Regions from separate parts of the Mus musculus genome. Here regions 1, 2, 3 and 5 are each linked to region 4. Evidence: chromatin contacts called from public Hi-C and promoter capture Hi-C data. All regions are on one chromosome and are shown on one strand. Each heading gives the region's core, a stretch centred on a gene start, on an enhancer-like site or on the middle of the called end of the contact. The rest is flanking DNA. Distances are from core to core; before and after follow the strand shown.

The links. Promoter capture Hi-C pulls out the DNA fragments that hold promoters and counts their contacts. Hi-C and Micro-C count contacts between places; a contact is called where the count stands out from the background.
Region 1: a promoter capture Hi-C map of liver shows a contact between it and region 4, with 2.9 times the contacts expected there. The contact joins the promoter of Slc35a5 here to the promoter of Gcsam in region 4. A contact is called at or near these places in 15 of 39 promoter capture datasets (3T3-L1-derived adipocytes, the C10 cell line, the HPC-7 cell line and 10 more), 1 of 15 datasets of contacts at CTCF or cohesin (the NIH/3T3 cell line), 2 of 484 Hi-C or Micro-C datasets (liver and uterus), 12 of 115 datasets of contacts at active chromatin or transcription factors (bone marrow-derived macrophages, embryonic basal ganglia, embryonic forebrain and 8 more) and 2 of 9 other capture datasets (adipose tissue and embryonic stem cells).
Region 2: a contact with region 4 is called in a Hi-C map of centroblasts, with 2.5 times the contacts expected there. The contact joins the enhancer-like site here to the promoter of Gcsam in region 4. A contact is called at or near these places in 7 of 39 promoter capture datasets (the C10 cell line, cranial neural crest, embryonic stem cells and 3 more), 2 of 15 datasets of contacts at CTCF or cohesin (the NIH/3T3 cell line and pro-B cells), 3 of 484 Hi-C or Micro-C datasets (centroblasts, embryonic fibroblasts and germinal center B cells), 1 of 115 datasets of contacts at active chromatin or transcription factors (stem cell-derived neural progenitor cells) and 5 of 9 other capture datasets (adipose tissue, embryonic stem cells, liver and 2 more).
Region 3: a promoter capture Hi-C map of neural stem cells shows a contact between it and region 4. The contact joins the promoter of Btla here to the promoter of Gcsam in region 4. A contact is called at or near these places in 15 of 39 promoter capture datasets (the 3T3-L1 cell line, 3T3-L1-derived adipocytes, the C10 cell line and 9 more), 3 of 484 Hi-C or Micro-C datasets (bone marrow-derived macrophages, cerebral cortex and nephron progenitors), 1 of 115 datasets of contacts at active chromatin or transcription factors (thymic regulatory T cells) and 5 of 9 other capture datasets (adipose tissue, embryonic stem cells, liver and 2 more).
Region 5: a contact with region 4 is called in a promoter capture Hi-C map of hippocampal neurons, with 2.2 times the contacts expected there. The contact joins the promoter of Plcxd2 here to the promoter of Gcsam in region 4. A contact is called at or near these places in 3 of 39 promoter capture datasets (the 3T3-L1 cell line, embryonic stem cells and hippocampal neurons).

Annotation. Positions count from the first base shown.
Region 1 is chr16:45,157,264-45,160,499 of GRCm38.p6, reverse strand. It overlaps Slc35a5 (solute carrier family 35, member A5), which reads left to right and starts at 1,827. Exons shown (of 7, transcript NM_028756.4): 1 at 1,827-2,118; 2 at 2,854-3,039. The coding sequence starts at 2,874. It overlaps Atg3 (autophagy related 3), which reads right to left and starts at 1,671. Exons shown (of 12, transcript NM_026402.3): 1 at 1,329-1,671. The coding sequence starts at 1,400.
Region 2 is chr16:45,250,512-45,253,656 of GRCm38.p6, reverse strand. Btla (B and T lymphocyte associated) reads right to left here. Exons shown (of 6, transcript NM_001037719.2): 6 at 762-3,145. The coding sequence ends at 3,060. Among named protein-coding and RNA genes, the nearest start is that of Btla, 28 kb to the right of the region's middle. Within about 2 kb of position 1,631, at least 47 of the 459 cell types and tissues checked have an H3K27ac peak or open chromatin away from gene starts, as enhancers often do. A contact at or near this core is called in centroblasts, germinal center B cells and pro-B cells, where this site is marked.
Region 3 is chr16:45,222,207-45,225,739 of GRCm38.p6, reverse strand. Btla (B and T lymphocyte associated) reads right to left here and starts at 1,403. Exons shown (of 6, transcript NM_001037719.2): 1 at 1,279-1,403. The coding sequence starts at 1,387.
Region 4 is chr16:45,608,629-45,612,057 of GRCm38.p6, reverse strand. It overlaps Gcsam (germinal center associated, signaling and motility), which reads right to left and starts at 1,618. Exons shown (of 5, transcript NM_008099.4): 1 at 1,498-1,618. The coding sequence starts at 1,526.
Region 5 is chr16:46,009,134-46,012,365 of GRCm38.p6, reverse strand. It overlaps Plcxd2 (phosphatidylinositol-specific phospholipase C, X domain containing 2), which reads left to right and starts at 1,953. Exons shown (of 4, transcript NM_001134480.1): 1 at 1,953-2,672. The coding sequence starts at 2,510.

The DNA of each region.
Region 1 (3,236 bases), core at 578-3,077, 450 kb after region 4:
GCTCATCTCTCCCTCAGACTAAAAGTTAAATTGATGGTACATTATTAAAACACTGTGAATCTACACAGATACAATATTCTGGAAGTATAACATACAAAAGAAGCATTTGATGTCAATGTAGAAATTATTTTCCAATTCTTAAGTAAAAGAGTAAATCTTAACTAAAATGACTGTCACTGTATACATATAAAAGAAACATTCGCAATTGTTCCAGATTCTTCAAACTTGATCCAAAAATGTATTTTTTTCAAAAGTATTTTATTTTATTTTACTTTATTTTTTGGTATTTTTCGAGACAGGGTTTCTCTGTGTAGCACTGGCTGTCCTGGAACTCACTCTGTAGACCAGGCTGGCCTTGAACTCAGAAATCCGCCTGCCTCTACCTCTCAAGTGCTGGGATTAAAGGTGTGCAACCCCAACGCCTGGCCCAAAAGTATTTTGGTAATAATTATTGGAAAGCATTCCCCCCTTGCCAAGGAAAGATCGAACAGCCTACTCTGCCCATCAGCAGATTTCACCCCTGCACTAAGATTGGTAAAATTCTAACTGAAAGCTAAGTACAGAACAAAAACTACGCAAAATTATCTGTTTCTCTTTTACTGCTTGCTTTTTACAAAGCAAAATCAAGTTACCGTATGTAGCCTAGAAGGTGTAAGAAAGCTCTGAATGAAGCCCTGAAATTTTACTTTTGAAAGCAAGTAATCCAATCTGTGCTAACAGCTAACCTATCACAACTTTCACCTAAAAATGTCAATAGTGTTTCCAATCTATACAATATACAATCGGCTGTGCTGAACTGTTGCTGTAGGATCACTCAAGTCCAAGATTAATAATCACTTACGGCTACCTTAAAGGCTTGAGAAACGTCAAGTTTCGCTCTAGTTCGGCTCAGAGTTACTAACATGTCACAGTTTACTATGTTCCTCTGAAACCTAAGCAAGTTGGGAATTAGATCACCCGAAAAGCAAAACTTCCTATGAAACTTGGAAGGAAACGTGGCATGCTGTTTAGCCACCAAGCTGTCATCTTTTCAAAGGTTAACCCAGTCTACCTATTTAAAAGACTATGGATGTCAGAACGTTCGTACCTCTGCTCCGCACCACCTAGCCGTGCACTCCAAGGCGGCACTGATCAGTGGAGACAGCAGGCACCCAGTTTCACTCTAGTGGAAGCGGGGAAGCCAGCAAGCCTTGGGACTGGCCCAGGAGCCCAAGGCAAGAGGCAGCACCCGGCCGCGCGACTCGCCCCTCCACCTTCTACACCCCGTCCACGCTGGGGACCGGGACTTGGGCAACCAGGGCAGAGCAAGCCAGACCCTCCCCGCTTACCTTGAGGACCGGGGTCAGGTACTCGGCCACTTCCAGAGCCTTTCCCTTCACCGTGTTGATCACATTCTGCATCCTGGGGCTGGAGCAGCGATAGGGCACGGAGGGACTGTCGCAATCCGGGCCACAGGGGAGTCAAAAACTGCCCCGGACGTGCCCGACTGGCATCGAACCTCGCAGCGGCACCGGCCCGGCCGGGGGGGAGGGGCGGCGACACGCGGAGGCCCGGCCCAGCTGTCACCTGGCCGCCACCGCAGAGGGCCCAAGCCGGCTGAGCGAGAGGCGGGTGCGCGCGCAGCCCCCGGCCTTCTCCAAGCTGTCTCTCTTCCCCGGAGCTCCACTGAACACCCCTTCCGGCTTCCCCTTCCTCTTCTCACACTCTCCCAACAGCCCCGCCGCCACCTAAGGCCTCACGTGACTCGACTCTCCCAGGACACGTGACAAAAGGAGGCCCGCGGGGGCGGGACCGGCCGGCCTCTGCTCCCTCCGGCCCGCCCCCCGGAAGCGCTGGAATGAGCGCGCCTGCGCAATGGCCGCTCAGGCTGCTCTTCCCTAGCGGGCGGCTCTTAGCTTTGTATTCCAGCCCTGGAAGGCAGCGTGAGAAGGGTTGATTTTTATTGTTTTTTGTTTGTTTTTGTTTTTGTTTTTTGTTTTTTGTCGCCTTTGCTCCCGGCTCATAGTTTCCCCACCAATGGGCCTTCAAAACCTACTGCTGCTACTACGAACTTAGGCAGTCACTATGTCGGCTCTATGATGTCCGTTCTTGCACTAGAACCTTCCCTGAGCGACTGAGGTAACCGCGCCCTCGCGGGCTGAGTGTTGTGGCTCGAGCGTGTTAAGGGGCTTGGGAGCCGCCCGCGATTCCTATTGCGCATGTGTGGGAGGGTTTCCCTGACAGTGAGGGAAACCTGGTGGAGGTGGGAGGAGTGCTGACCCATTGGCCTTCTGTCCATTGGCTTGTGCCCACCTGCTCTCTGATTTGGGCCTGTGTCTGCGGCCCTTGACGGCTCTATGTTCCCATCCTACCTGTGCGCGTTGGGCAAGTATTTACCCTGCCTGGAGTTTCGTGACCATCTGTCGTGAAAGACCGACCAGTTAGGCTCACTGACCCAAGATGAGCCTTCTGGTCCCATCCTGGTTCACTTAAGAGTCATTAGCTGTGATTCAACTATTTGCACTGAGGTCGCTTCTGTAAAAGAATCGTTCCCAGTGAGCTCTTTTTCTGCTCTGAAAGGAAAGGCCATTCCAAAATTCATTCCTTGTGGACCAAAGTTAATACGAATAAACTGCTTTTCTGCAGTCCCAAACTGTCAGTTACACATTTCCTAACTTATTTCCAATCTGGCCATCCCCTCTCTGTCTTGAGACTTGCCTCTCCTATCAGATGTTGGCAGTATGGTTTGTTTCCTTTAAGTCCTCTCTGTTGTCCTCGGCTGTCTTCCGTCTGCTGTAGTTGTGGCCAGACTTCTACAGGTTTCCTTTTCTATTCTTCACAGTCTTCAGTCTTTGCATTGTGTTTAATCCTTAGGTCTGCCGACGGGGCTGCTCATGAAAGTGATCTTCTTAAGGCAATTAAAAACCCGTGGAATGGAAAGAAAATGCTCCAGGCGCCCTGGGTTAGGCCCACCAACGCTGTACACATTCCTGCTAGGCATTATATTCATTACTCTAAGTTCAAGTCGAATCTTACTGGTAAAATACTCTGCCAATGAAGGTGAGTTAAAATGGAAATGTGTATGGGGTGCTTTTAATCATTTGCCTGGTGTTCTTATGAATAAATTATACGTGATGCCTTTTAAAGTACTATGCTTTGTGTCCATGATAAAGTGTATTGAAAATTTAAACTTTAACCTTGTGTGTTCCTTGGCAACATTTTTTTAACCCTGGATGAAATTTGGATCATTTAAGTGC
Region 2 (3,145 bases), core at 382-2,881, 360 kb after region 4:
TCGTTTTTGTCTTATTTTATTATGATTTTTTAGATACCTATTTGTTTTCTAAGCAGAGACAGAAAGGGTGTGGATCTAGATGAGAGGGGAGGTGGGAGAAGTTGAAGAAGGAAAAACTGTAATCAGAATATGTTGTATTAAATATATTTTAAATAAAAGAAAAATTAGAAATAAAATGCTCAGTAAATTTTCACCTGGTCATGCAGGCTCTGGAATACTTACATCTAAACCATAGACCTGGACTGTTCTCAGCCATGGTCAGAGAAACTTCTCACTGTGGTAGGTGTGGCCAATGCAGAGAGTTATAGCAAGTAACTGTTGCTTGAAGAACAAGGGTGAAGAACAAGTGGTCGTTGAGGGTTTAGCTATACCTGTGGCATCTCTACCCACTCCCTTCCAATGCTCGAGGAAGATGAGTGAAGCAGGACAGGGAAAGAACCTGAGACCTGAGTCACAGGAAAGAGTATAGTAAAATACTAGCTGCTGGACGTGACGGGAGTGTTGTCCTCTTAAACTCACAGCAGCTGGGGTTATTTGTACAAGACCTATACCAGATTGGTGCCATCAATGTCCCTTGTGGATGGAGAAGGGACATAAGATGGCTGCTCTGGCCTGGAGAGCTATTGGCAGTTGATTGCTGGGGGAAAGGGTGAAGGAGTCATTTGTCAATTTTCAGGTAAATGTTAATAATTTTACTGTCTTACTGGGTACAAGTGACAATCTTAAAGTTCAAGGAAATCATGAAATCATCTCCCACTTGTGAGTTAGGTAACCATGAAAATAATGCTGGAACAAATTTATTTGAGGAGCTACAACATACATATTTACTAAGTAGGAATAAGAGCATAAATGCTATGTGATTGGCAAACAAGGTACAAACAGAATTGATCATTCATTGAGGTGAAATCTTGAGCAGCGTCTTTCATTGTAAAACATATTAGAACATGCTTAGTAAGTGAGAGTGCTTGTTATGCAATCATGAGGACCTGAATTTCAGTTCTCCACATCCTTGTAAAAAGCTGGGCATGAGCAAATATAGTCTAGCAATGTGGGGGTCAGGGATGGGAGGATCCATCGCTGGCTTGCTGCTTGCTAGCAGAGCTCCAGGTTCAATGAGAGACCTTCCCTTAACAGAATAAAGTGGAGTGCAATAGAAAAGGGTGCCTGACTTTCTCTTCTGGCTCCTGCATACACATGTGTGTACACCACGCACATACACCATATACACACATACATGCATACCCAAATATACATGTACACACAACGTTTTTAAAAGATTGTTTTAAACAGAGTAGAGCGAAGTATTTTCCTTTTAAAGCCGGAGACAATTCTGAAAGATTTGCTTAAGTTGCCTGTTGATCTGATAAGAGAGACAGAGTGCAGTACTCATCCCCCTCCCATCCTTCCTGTTTCTATTTTGAAGATGAGCAGCTATTCTAAGGTCTTTTTTGCATAAATTCCCACAAATGCACCTGCCTGAACAAGCTTAACTAGAAGTGGTTGTAACATGTCTGAAAACATTGTTTGTTGTTCTAGATTCAGGGAACTGGAACCCGAGGTGAGCAGTAGGTGAGAAAAGCTGTGTAGTAAGGCCTCTTTATTCACTGTTTATGGATACATTCTCAACTCCCTTCCATTCTCACCAGTCTACGTGTTATTTTCTATAAATGACTCATTTTCTCTAGTACTTTGCACCTTCTAAGCAAACTAAAAAAAGCACAGCAAAAGGACTGGTTTCTCTTGTCTTATTTCCAGGCGTCACATCTTGCATTTGCATGCTAGCACACACATGCACAGGCACACCCACATATATGCATGCAATTACATAGACAGTTTATGTGTTTGCTCCAGTGGCTTCTAACTCAGGCCCAATCTGCTGTATACTAAGACTATGCCATTATTCAGTTTTAGGGTCTGAGAACTCAAGCCTCAAGCTGATGAATAAAATTATGAGCTATTTTTAAGTAATTAGACTCAATCCGGAAATTCAGAACACCTGATAATCATCTTCTTGAACAGCTGCAATGTCAGAATTTAAACCTGAGTGATCTCCATAGGCCCTACTTCATTACATATGATTTTTTCTGATTCACTTCCTCAGAATCAAGAAACAGGCATTAATGAATGCATGCCAGTCCCTACGGATCAACTCAATATTCAAGATTCTCCTTTCATAAATTGCCCTTTGAGCTTGCTCTCACGTAAAGCAAAAGGTGGGCTAAAAGTTCGCTCTAGATTGATAATATATCCATTCCCATGGACACTTGTTCATAGGCCCATACGTACCATATGTATATTAATCCAGCAGCATTGAATCACATTCATGTGCGTTAATCTTGATCCAAACACTACCACGCTGATTGCAAATCCACTCACTATATGTGGATGAGCCCTTTACTACCTACCTTACTTTCTCAATCAAGCCAGCTGAAGGTGAGCATCTCACTGGTGGGGATAAGGATCGTTGGCACCACATCTATCTGGCATATGCTATATCTGTATTATACCAATTACCCTTTCTAATCTTTTTCTGAATTGAGTCCAAGATAATTTTTCTTTCACATTAAAAAAAATAATAAAGCATTATCTATATAGATTGACATGGGTAATTGTCTTATCATGACTGACTGAGAGCATACAATCATTACTATATTTATGACTAGTTAGTCAAACTGGGCCATTCTTTTTCTAGAATGTGTAGTGAGCAGATCCAAATAACACGCTTCTTTCTCCCCTGTAAGTCTGTTTGGTAGTTCCAAAGAAAATATTGAATTCACACATTGGGTACGACATGGTGCGACATGGTCAATTTTAAAAGCCCTATTATTCTGCTATTCGTAATATGAGTTTTCCCAGGGAAGAGTCTGTCTTGTACAAAACTCTCCCAAAGTTTTCAGGAGAAATTTTAACTAAATACTTCATGGACCTTTAAGACGCAGCACCAGCACAGAGCATCTTAATTGAAACTTTCCAGGTTGAAGGTTATTTGAAACTGAAGGTCCAGACAGAGGTATTGACAGGCACTCATGCAGTGTAGGCTGCCTGGCTCAGTGGCAGGTTTAACTTCTCACACAAATGGATGCATATTCTGTGGGTGCCTCCTGCATGTTGTTTTCCTGTCTTGGATTCCTTCCAATAACACAAT
Region 3 (3,533 bases), core at 154-2,653, 390 kb after region 4:
CTATTGGCAAAGGTCACCATTAACATTTATCAAGCTTTAATTGCATCTACTTACCATAGCTAGGCACTATAGGTATAAGAAAAGGCCAACTGCTAGGTATAATTATATATTTTTTAATGAAGAAAGGAAAACTAAGAAAGGAGAAGAAACTTAACTGAGTTCATAATGTAAGTAGCAGAGGGAATAAATACTCCCACCTGATAACCAAGTTTCTGTGCGTAATAAATACCAGATTATAACATACTGGGTAGAAGAATATAATGCGAATTACAACCCCAATTGTGCTATAAAATTAAAAATATTTCCTTTGTTTCACAGAGTCCAGTCTGCAAGAGGTCCCTTAGAATTAAATAGAATTAATATTTGACTCCTCTTGTCTTTCAGAGGTGGGTAATAATAAACAAGGGCTTGAATGACTAAGAAGAAGTTCTACTCTGCTCTTGGCTAGGTGGTCTTGTGACATCAGATCATTGAATCCTAAACCTCACAGTTCCAGATTTCAAGATGACATTCCACAGGACCTCAGTGGTTCTATTTTTCAATCCAACACGAATGTGCCCAGTTGCTACACGTGTGATGGTGGAAGATAAATAACCCAAGGATCCCAAGCATTACAGACCTTGTCTTCATAAACTATGGAGAATTGTTTCCTATTTTCAGTTGGCGACCATTCACAAATCATCCTGTCCAGACAAACTAAAGCGACACTCATGATTTACTCTTCAGCCTCACATCGAGAAGCCTGCTTAGTACTCTCATAGTACACCCCACAGTATTCTCATAGTATACCCCACAGAAAGAAGGAGGCAGTCTATTTAGATTGAACATTATTTGAGTGTAACCATGGCCACAGCTATAACCACAAGTATCCAAAAGCTTTCCCACCCCAGTAAGCACTACAACATCCTGCTGACATCTGATACCAAGACATGAACGTAACAAGTCTTTTCTGTTAGCATGGCAGCCACAGAGAGTTTTGTAATAGTGACAAATCTGTACTGACACATTTATAACATCTGCTCAAATCTCTTCACTTACCATCAGGACCTGGTTTTAGGAAACTTAGCTCCAGCTATGGATCAGTTTTTGCTCTGTAGCCAGGTGAGTAGCATGTCCTAACTTCACTCACATCCTGGAGCGTTTTCAAGAAGCAAAAGGGACTCATCACTCTGAGCTATATATGCCCTGGACATGAACATCCCTCTCCACAGAGCAAGCTCAACTATCACTGACAGGAACCCCGAGGAAGAAAACCAGCTTTCTTAGTAGGTCCCTTACCATTCCTCTTAGTAGCTTTCTCACAAAGGATGCTCCAGAGGCCCAGATGGAGGATGAAGAATTCCCTAAATAACCGAGGAGTCCCAAGCATGGCAGGCACTGTCTTCATTCCCAGCACGTGTCAGGTAAGGGCAAACTTCCTCTTCCTCCCTAGAGATCTTCAGAGCTGGGTCACGTTATTCACACTAGCAGCATCTTAGGCCAAAATAAATTAATTAATTTAAATCAAATCAGGAGACCTGGTGGGAGAGGACAGTGTGAGTAGTCCGAAGGATTTGTGAGAGCAAGAGGCCCTGCTGTGGTTTTGTTTCTGATCCGACCTGCTGTTCTCTTTCAAGCCCTCTGATGTGCAAAGCAGCTGGCTCCTTGCTTCCGCTCTGCCACCATTCTTGCATAACCTTGAGGTTTTTCTCAAAGTGAACAATTAAACTTAAAAAAAAAAAGATCTAAATTGTTACAGTCTTTAGGTTTAGATTCTGATCAAATCAGGGTCAGGAAATTCATACAAAAAGTACCTATGGTAAGCATATATTTCCCCTTTTTATAGTTTGTGATTATGATACTTCATCAGTGTAATGTATCTTACAACCCTCCCCCCATGCTCCCATAAAGGCACAGTAAGATGAGAATGTTCCTTGTCATGAAACCAATGAAGACTTATCTGACGTTATGGAGAAAATGACTGACAGGGTGCATTTCATCAACAGAAGAGGGAAGGGCCTCCTTCTTCAGTCTGTAGATGCCTATCAACGGAATACATGCTTGCCGTTAGTACTAGCTACACGATCTTCCTAAATATTAAAGTTCTAAGCAAAATGAGCACTTGAGTGCCAATTAGAGGAAACTTTCATTTTCCGCATGCTTTATGTGGTTGTTGTCGAGATGAAGCAGTAAAGTAAGAAATGGAAAAAGTTCAAAATTGGATAGCTCAGGGTTGCTGAGGGGCTGTGGGCACGCAGCCCACGTTCAATCACTAGCTTATAACAACAGGAATTTGGTAATTCCAAATGGAGAGGTGGCACCTGTGCAGTTTAACTCATTGAATGAAATTGAGAAATCTTTCCCTCAGAGGCTAATGGTACCCTTCCAAGGCCAAACTCCATTTAGGGTACCTATTGCATATTTGTCCAGATAAGCCACAGTGGCTGGAATACCAACATGAGTGAACGCCGCTCCAGAATTTAAGGAACTCAGCCAATCCATGCTGATGCTCACGCACCCCTGGTACGCCAGATGATACAGGTAGTCTGCAGAGCTCCTAGAATCTGCACTGTTGACCAAGGAAGCACCCTGCTTATGGTTCATTTTATACAACTCATCCCCCTTCCTTGCTCAGAATGGGGTGCAAAACTCCTGTTGGCAGTAGAAACAAGGCTCAATGTACCTCTAAAATAGCCTAAGAGGTTTCGAAGAAAAGCCTTGAATCACCACCCATCCTAAAGCTCGAGATATCATCCAAACCACAAATAAACTCTGTCAACTCCAGACCATCATAGTTCTCTAGTGGTTCTTGTTCTCTCTCCTCCTCCCCCTCCCCCTCCTCTTCCTCCTCCTCTTCTTCCTTCTTTCGGTGTGTGTGGGTGTATGTAAATGTTTATGTAGGTGTATGAACATGCTGTGTGCTTTCTGCTGGATATATGCAGGGGTCAGACATCTTTCTCAATGATTCTGCCCCTTACTTTTATTTTTTTTTTTTTAGGACAGAGTCTCTCACTGAACCAGGAGCTCATCCATTTCGCTAGAGTAACTGGCAATGAGCTCCAGGAGTCGCCTGTCATTCACCCCAATGTACGACCATAACTGGCCTTTTATGTGGCTGCAGCGGATCTGAACACAGGTCCTCAGGCTTGCACGGAAGGAGCTTTACTGACAGAGCCATCTACCCAGCCTCATGATTTTCTTTTCATACAAAGGAATTCATACGAAGTAGATAACATTTGGAGCAATCTTATAAAACTTCTCACGAATTTGAAATGATGTCCATTCTGATATTTTATCAGTGTGTGTGGCTATTTATCCCTGCACAGTTGCAAATGCCATTGGCCAAGACTTTGACTCAGAATCTCATTCCTGTCTTTATTCTAGGGTAGAAATGAAAGAAGCCAGATTCAAAAATGCATTGCTCAGAGATAAGTCTGCCTTGCTTTGTGTTTATAACTTATCCAGTAGCTAGGTTTGTTTTTGTTTTTTTTTTTTTTTAAATCTCGAATCATCCCATTATAATCATGTACTGTTTAATCCGAAACTTGTAATTT
Region 4 (3,429 bases), core at 369-2,868:
AAAGAAACCTAAGGGATTTCCTGAAAGAATTGGATCATCTTTAAAATGTAATGAACACAGATAATAAAAATCAAACCACAGACTAGAAAACAATATTAATTTCTGCAATATTTATGAAAAGAAACCATTAAAAATACAAATAGCTTTTAACTTCAGAAACGTAATACACTAAACCTCAAAGAAAAATTAATTGAAGGCATACTGGCTCTTAGTAGAAAAGGAAATACAAGTGACTATCAGATATAGGAGCTAAAATAAAGACTGTGGGTATAAAGCTGTAACTCTAAGTGTGGTTAGCAGCTCATCTCATCTTCTTCTGCTTGTATTTCTATACACTTCACCTTCTCATAGTAAATATACTTTGGTGCTACACCACTTAACCCCACAGCAAAGTTCTGAAACACGAAAGTGCAGGTATGTCATCTATCACTGCTTCTTCATCTATACCATATCTTCATTTTGCTTTCTCTCTCCTCAGGAATGCTTCCAGTCATCAGTCTAGCACTGAGTACCTGCTGTGTGCCAGAAACAAAGGCAAGAACCAGGCATTCACAAAGCAGTGAGCAGAAATTAAGAAGCAATTGTGCTTTACAGGATGTCACAGGGAGCTATAAGGGCAGCCATTCATAATCTTACTAAGGCTACTAGAAGCAGGAGGAGGCTTGGGAGAGTCCAGGGCAAATACTGGCTCTCTGGAAAAGACGTGAATACTGCCAAGCCTCCTTTGGGTAAGTAGCATTTGTGTAAGACGTCATTTTTCTATGTTCCCCTTTATATGTTATATAAGACCAAGGCAGCAAGGAAGACCCCCTGCCAGACCTCTATAGATCACCTAACTTTATACCATAGAAATTCTCTTATTTTGTGTGATCATATTTTCTTTTACATGTGTTCTCTTTGATTGAATGAAAAATTTGCTCTGAAAATTGAGAAGAGTCCCCCATCACTGAGACCTTCTCTGTCAGGGACCATGGTGCCACCATCTACACTTGGAACCTCCGGGTAGGATTATAAATTTTTTTTCCATTTAAAATGAGGAGACCAAAGTCCAGGAAGATGAAGGCAAGTCTTCTCCCTAGTGACAAGACCTTTTCCTTAACCCGCCTATAAGTGTACTAACTGCCGTCTCAACATGGCAGGAAATGTGGTGTTTATTTTAAATTTATAAAGACTCCCCGAAAGGGTGGGCACATATAACTCATTCAGGAACATCCAGGGCCCAAGAAAGGATGCCTTTCCCCAGCCCCAGGACAGCTGTTTCATTTCTTAGATGGACAGGAGTCCTCCTTTAATAAGTTCTTTCTCTCATTTCACCTGTTCTTATGTTCTCATTGTCTCTGTGTGTGAAAACCTGTAAGGATAGTCACATGGTGTATGGCTCAGGAGGGACTGAATTCTTGTCACACCCCTTCCCTAGTCCATTCACCCTAAAAGCTGTCCTCTTTTTTTCTTTCACCTCTGGCTCAGGTCTCTGCTCGCAGGAGGGAGTGAGCTCACCTGGTTGTCCTCTGCAAACAGTTCCCCATGAGGCAGGCCCCTCAGCACCTTCCCTCTGGTAGTCTCCACTTCCTTCTCAGCCGGCTTGCACCTTGGTCTGGCACTGTGCTCTGTAACTGGCAGTTTCCGACTGACAGTAGCTTCAGAGCTGCTCTGGTCACCCGTGTAGAGTCAGAAAGAGGAGGTGCCTGCTGGATGGTGGAGGAAGAGGCTGAGGGGGAGATGAGAGGCACATTTGTGTGTCTTGAAAGACCAGGGCCTTGATGCACCAGACTATTAACCAAAGGAAAAAAAGGTTGGTTAGGGAGAGGGTTAGCCACTAGGGAGTCCCAGGCTTTTCCTAACGGAGGAACCATGGGAGATTTTCCATGGCAGACACCTGTATTTAGTAAGAAAGTCAAATGGGAGAGGATCATTGTTTAGAAGCAAACAAAACAAAAAAGTCTGAAATATCAAATACCCCCCCTCAAAAAAAAAAAAAAACTCCAAAAGGGAAAACAGAATCAAGCCACAGTCTAGCTGGGCATATATAAACTTTCAAAATGTACTCACGAGCACATATACTGGAGTAACTGTACAAACAAGGCAAGTTGAGAGGGACCATTGCTGAGTGAAGTGGCCACAGAGCCATAGAGAGGGGAATCATAGGGTAAAATGGTTTGATGTGGGAAATGGGAAAAATAGGAGCACTCTAATTACTGTGTGTGTGTGTGTGTGTGTGTGTGTGTGTGTGTGTGTGTGTGTGAAGGATGATAAATCCAGAAGGAAGAAGGTAAAATAACAGTAAGGATGGCTGAAAAAGTCATAAGGAGTCATACTACTAGCTCTCTACCTAAAAATACCTGTAGTTATGGAAGTCCGTGCATAAATATATTGGTTTAAATAAAAATTCCCCATCTTGTCTGACAATGCCTCCTCCAAAAGTCAAAATTCATCTAACCGAAACGGCAGCACCACCCTTTATAAATCATCTTTTGAGCTGTTGGTTAGGGCTATCAAAGACTCCCTAAACACAGAGCCTTATTGCTATTGCTCTTGGCTGCCCTCTAAAGGCAGAATTTGAGTCCATATTGCTGCAGATACCTTGCATTTCAGAGGCCCAGACTCCCAGGACCCAGAAATAACCTGAATATCTCCTGGACTGCTTGCCAGGAGCACCCCACTCCCTGCACAGACAGGTGGCAATGATATTAGGAAAGGATCTTGTTCTTTGTCTCCACCGTAGTGGCTGTGTGTCTGTGCCTTCTTTACTATGGTACTAAGGATGTGTAAACTGTATATAAGTTATACTGCTTAAATGAATCCTGGGACTGCAATCATCGTTTGAATGATGGTTGTTTCTTGTTTGGTTACTCATTTGTTCATCCCGTCAACAAGTGTGTGTTGAGAACCTACTGTGTGCCGAGGACCTTGGGCTCAACAGTGAGCAGAACAGAGGAGATATATTTCTTTATTTGACTTTCAGCAATACAGAAGTCATATCTAAGGCAAACAGCAGGATGGGGACTGTCTTAGTTATTGTTCTGTTGCTGTGAAAGACAATATGAACAAATCACCCCGTATGGAAGAAAGTAATTGTGGGCTTGCTTCCAGTTTCAGGGGATTCACTCTGGTGGAAAGCAGACAGGCGTGGCCTAGGAGCAGTCGCTGAGAACTTCACATCCTGATCTGCAGGCAGCAGAGAGAACAAGGACTTTGCCTTGTTTGGGATTTTTTTGAAAGCTTTAACCACCACCACCACCACCCTCCCCCACAACTGAAAAAAGGTCACACATACTTTAACAAGGCCACACCTCCTAATTCTCCCCAAATGTTTACACTGGCTGTTTACAACCAGAGTCAAAGCATTAGGGGCGGGGATTGAAAAATCAGTCTGCCTTGTCATTTTGGGTTATTGAATCCCAGTTTTCAAGTTTCAGTTTTACTACCGAC
Region 5 (3,232 bases), core at 704-3,203, 400 kb before region 4:
AACTTGACCAGCATCACTGAGGTGAAATCTTCTAGGAAGTGTTTTCTGAAAACACACAGCTCTGGTTTTTGGTCTTGCTTTGGTCCAGTATTCACTCATTGTAATGTTTTGGGATGGTAATATACATCCCGTGATGTTGAAAGCATGTGATCTGCCTTTTGACTTTGATTTTGTAGGAAATTACAGTTAAATGATTGGATGAATCACAGAAGAGTCTTTGAGCTTGGGACTTTTAACATTGTTGAGACTGCTGTAGATTATGGGGACTTTTGAAGTTGAACTCAATGTATTTTTCATTATACTCTGGCCAGCTGTAGCCCCCATAGACTCATGTGTTTTAACAAGCCTATGGGAGCCAGAAAGTAGAATGTGGTCTTTTGAATATGGTTGGCCCAGGGAATGACACTATTAGGAGGTGTGGCCTTGTTGGAGTAGGAGTGACCTTGATAGAGGAAGTGTGTCACTATGGGGGTGGGGTTTGCCAGTCTTCACCTGTGTTTTGCCTTTGGAACAACATGTAGAACCCTCAGCTCTTCCAGGGCCTGCCATGCTTCCTGCTATGAGGATAATGGACTGAACCTCAGAACCAGTAATCCAACCCCAGTTAAATGTCTTTTATGAGAGTTGCCTTGGACTTGGTGTCTTTTTACAGCAACGGAAACCCTAACTAAGACAGGTAGCCTGGGATACAGGGGTAAAATGGAGGTCATCTGGTGATTAAACGACAGCTGCCCTAGGGTTTTATACATAAACTCCAGGAGTTTTAAGAGTTCTGGCCACTGTTCTCTTTTCCCCTAAGGCCCTCCTGAGTCTCTAGGGTCCTTCTTGCTATAAAAGGCTACCTTAATTTAAAATTTTTTAAATAAAATTATCTGTTTGCCAAAATAGTATTTTTTTATTATTTATTTTATTTTATTTTTATTTTTTGCAAAGTATGCAGGTCAGATCTTGGAGGTGGCTCAGTGAGTAAAGGTGCTTACTGCCAAACTTGACGATCTGAGCCCCGGGGACGGTCTCAAGGAAGGAGAGAACTGGAGTAATCTGTCCTCTGAACTGCACACATGCATGTTCTCACAGAAAAACGCATACAAGAAATATATAAATCTAACTACAAATTTTAACTAACAATATCGGATTATAAAACTCTGTACTACATTTGAATACTATTTGAAGTGGGAACAGTTCAGGAAGCAGAGAAGTGGGTCTGTGTTCTACAGACCGAGTTAGGGAACCTCATTTCAAAATGAACTTTGCACAGACTGCCACCACGTGACCTGCCTCAGGCTGTTTCATCCATTCGAGGAAGTGTATCAGCAACTCTGAGTCTTGTGGTAATGCTGTGAGGAGCAGGTGAGACAAATAATTCAAAAGGTTTCAAACAACAGCAACAGGAACCCAAAGCACCATTATCTCCTCCTCTGTGAAACGGAAATAATGGCACTGGCCAGTTTCAGCGGACTGTGCAGGAGAACTGTCAGTTTGCATTGTTTCAAACACAAACCTGCTTTGATGCTGCCATCTAAATAGGAGCCGCAGCAGCACCTTTCTCTGGCCTCTCTAGCTCTCCTGTTTCTGCTGCTACGGTGGTTTGAAAAAAAAAAAAAAAAAAAGTAGCGCGTTTCTGGGTAATTTTCACCGCAGTGAGAGTAAGGCCGAGGGAGAGAGGAGAAACCTTTGAGGTCGCGTCAGAGATCTACAAGAAAAAGATCAATCTGAGGACAGCCGGCCACGGTGCACATCTCCCCTTCCGGAGCAGCAGGCCGCAGCCCGACCTGTCCACTCGCTACCCCGCTGGAGTGGAGAGGGGAGGAGCTAAGAAGCAGGGGAGGCGTGGGAGCGCGATGTAGGGGCGGGCCCTCAGAGCGTTGTCCAATCAGAGAGAATCCCGCCAACGACCAATCACAGCTCGCCTAGTCTGGCAAATCTGCCCGGCAGTGCGGGGCGGGGCCGCCAGAGTCCCGGGGCTGCCGGTTACTCTTCTGAGAGCCCTTCAGAAAAGCACAGGGCAGTGGGCAGAGAAGCCAGGGGGCGGGGGTGCAGGCAGGCCCAGCCTGTGTACCAGCCCGGGGAAACCCACGGAAGCACCCATGAACAAGAGATGGTGCAACCCGGGTGCGCACGTGTGTGCAGCCCGCTGGCACGTCTCTATGCCCTGTGGGCACCTGTCGTGTGAGTAGCTCCGGGTGTGGCTGTTCCTGGATGTTGTGGGTTTCAGGAAGGTTTGTATCTTCGGGCCTGCCTCCCCCGTCTCCAGAGGGGAACTAAGAAGTTTAACTGACCAGGGACTGAGGAGATTAAAGGAGTGGATCTCAGTGGCAAGGCGAAGAGGGTGGGGACTGCGGGAGCAGCAGGCAGGGGAGCACCTATTTGACCCATCTCCCAGCTAGAAAAGGATCTTGAAAAGACTGGCGTGACCCATGTGCTCTGAAATGTTTAGAGAGCCCCGAGCGGTGATGACCACAGAGTGAGTGGCACTAGACTGAGCCTGTCTAAATCGTGGACGACAGGGATGCTTGCATTTAGAAAGGCCAGAAGGAAACTCAGGATGGGTACCATCTGCTCTCCCAATCCCAGCGGGACAAAGACAGCCTCGGAGGTCTGCAATGCCGACTGGATGGCCTCGCTCCCCGCTCACCTCCACAACGTCCCCCTTTCCAATCTGGCAATCCCAGGTATTCGTCTATAACTACTTGTTCGCACTGTGTTTAATGCTGCCATTTTAGTGTTTGCTAGTGGGTTGGTTGTTTTCTGTTGTGTTGAAAAACAATTGTCAGTGATCTCTTTTTATTTCCAAATTAAAAAAAAAAAAAAAAAACTTAACAGGAAGGTAGCTGCTGTAAAGAGAGTCAGTCAAGCCGACTGCATCACTGGCAAAAGGGACAGTTGAGAGAATGGAATCACTGCGCTGTTGTTTTGTTGTTTTTATTTTGTTTACACCATACGGCCTCAGTCTAAGAATGTTAACCATCTTGATGCAGAGGCCTGGGTATGTGAAAGGCTCGCTGACTTGAATCATTTAAGGGAAAGGGGGAGAGATCAAGAATAATGGGTAGAAAGTCCTTAACAATCTTAGCTCTGGGTCAACATTGAAGCTGAAAAGAATATTTTTCTCATTTATCTGACCTTTCTTGAAAACAAAAATCAGATAAGTGTTAGAAAATAGGTTCAGATTCTAGGCTGGGCATCAAGGCACATAGTTTTGTTGTTGGAAATGCCAGAAATAGAGGATGCA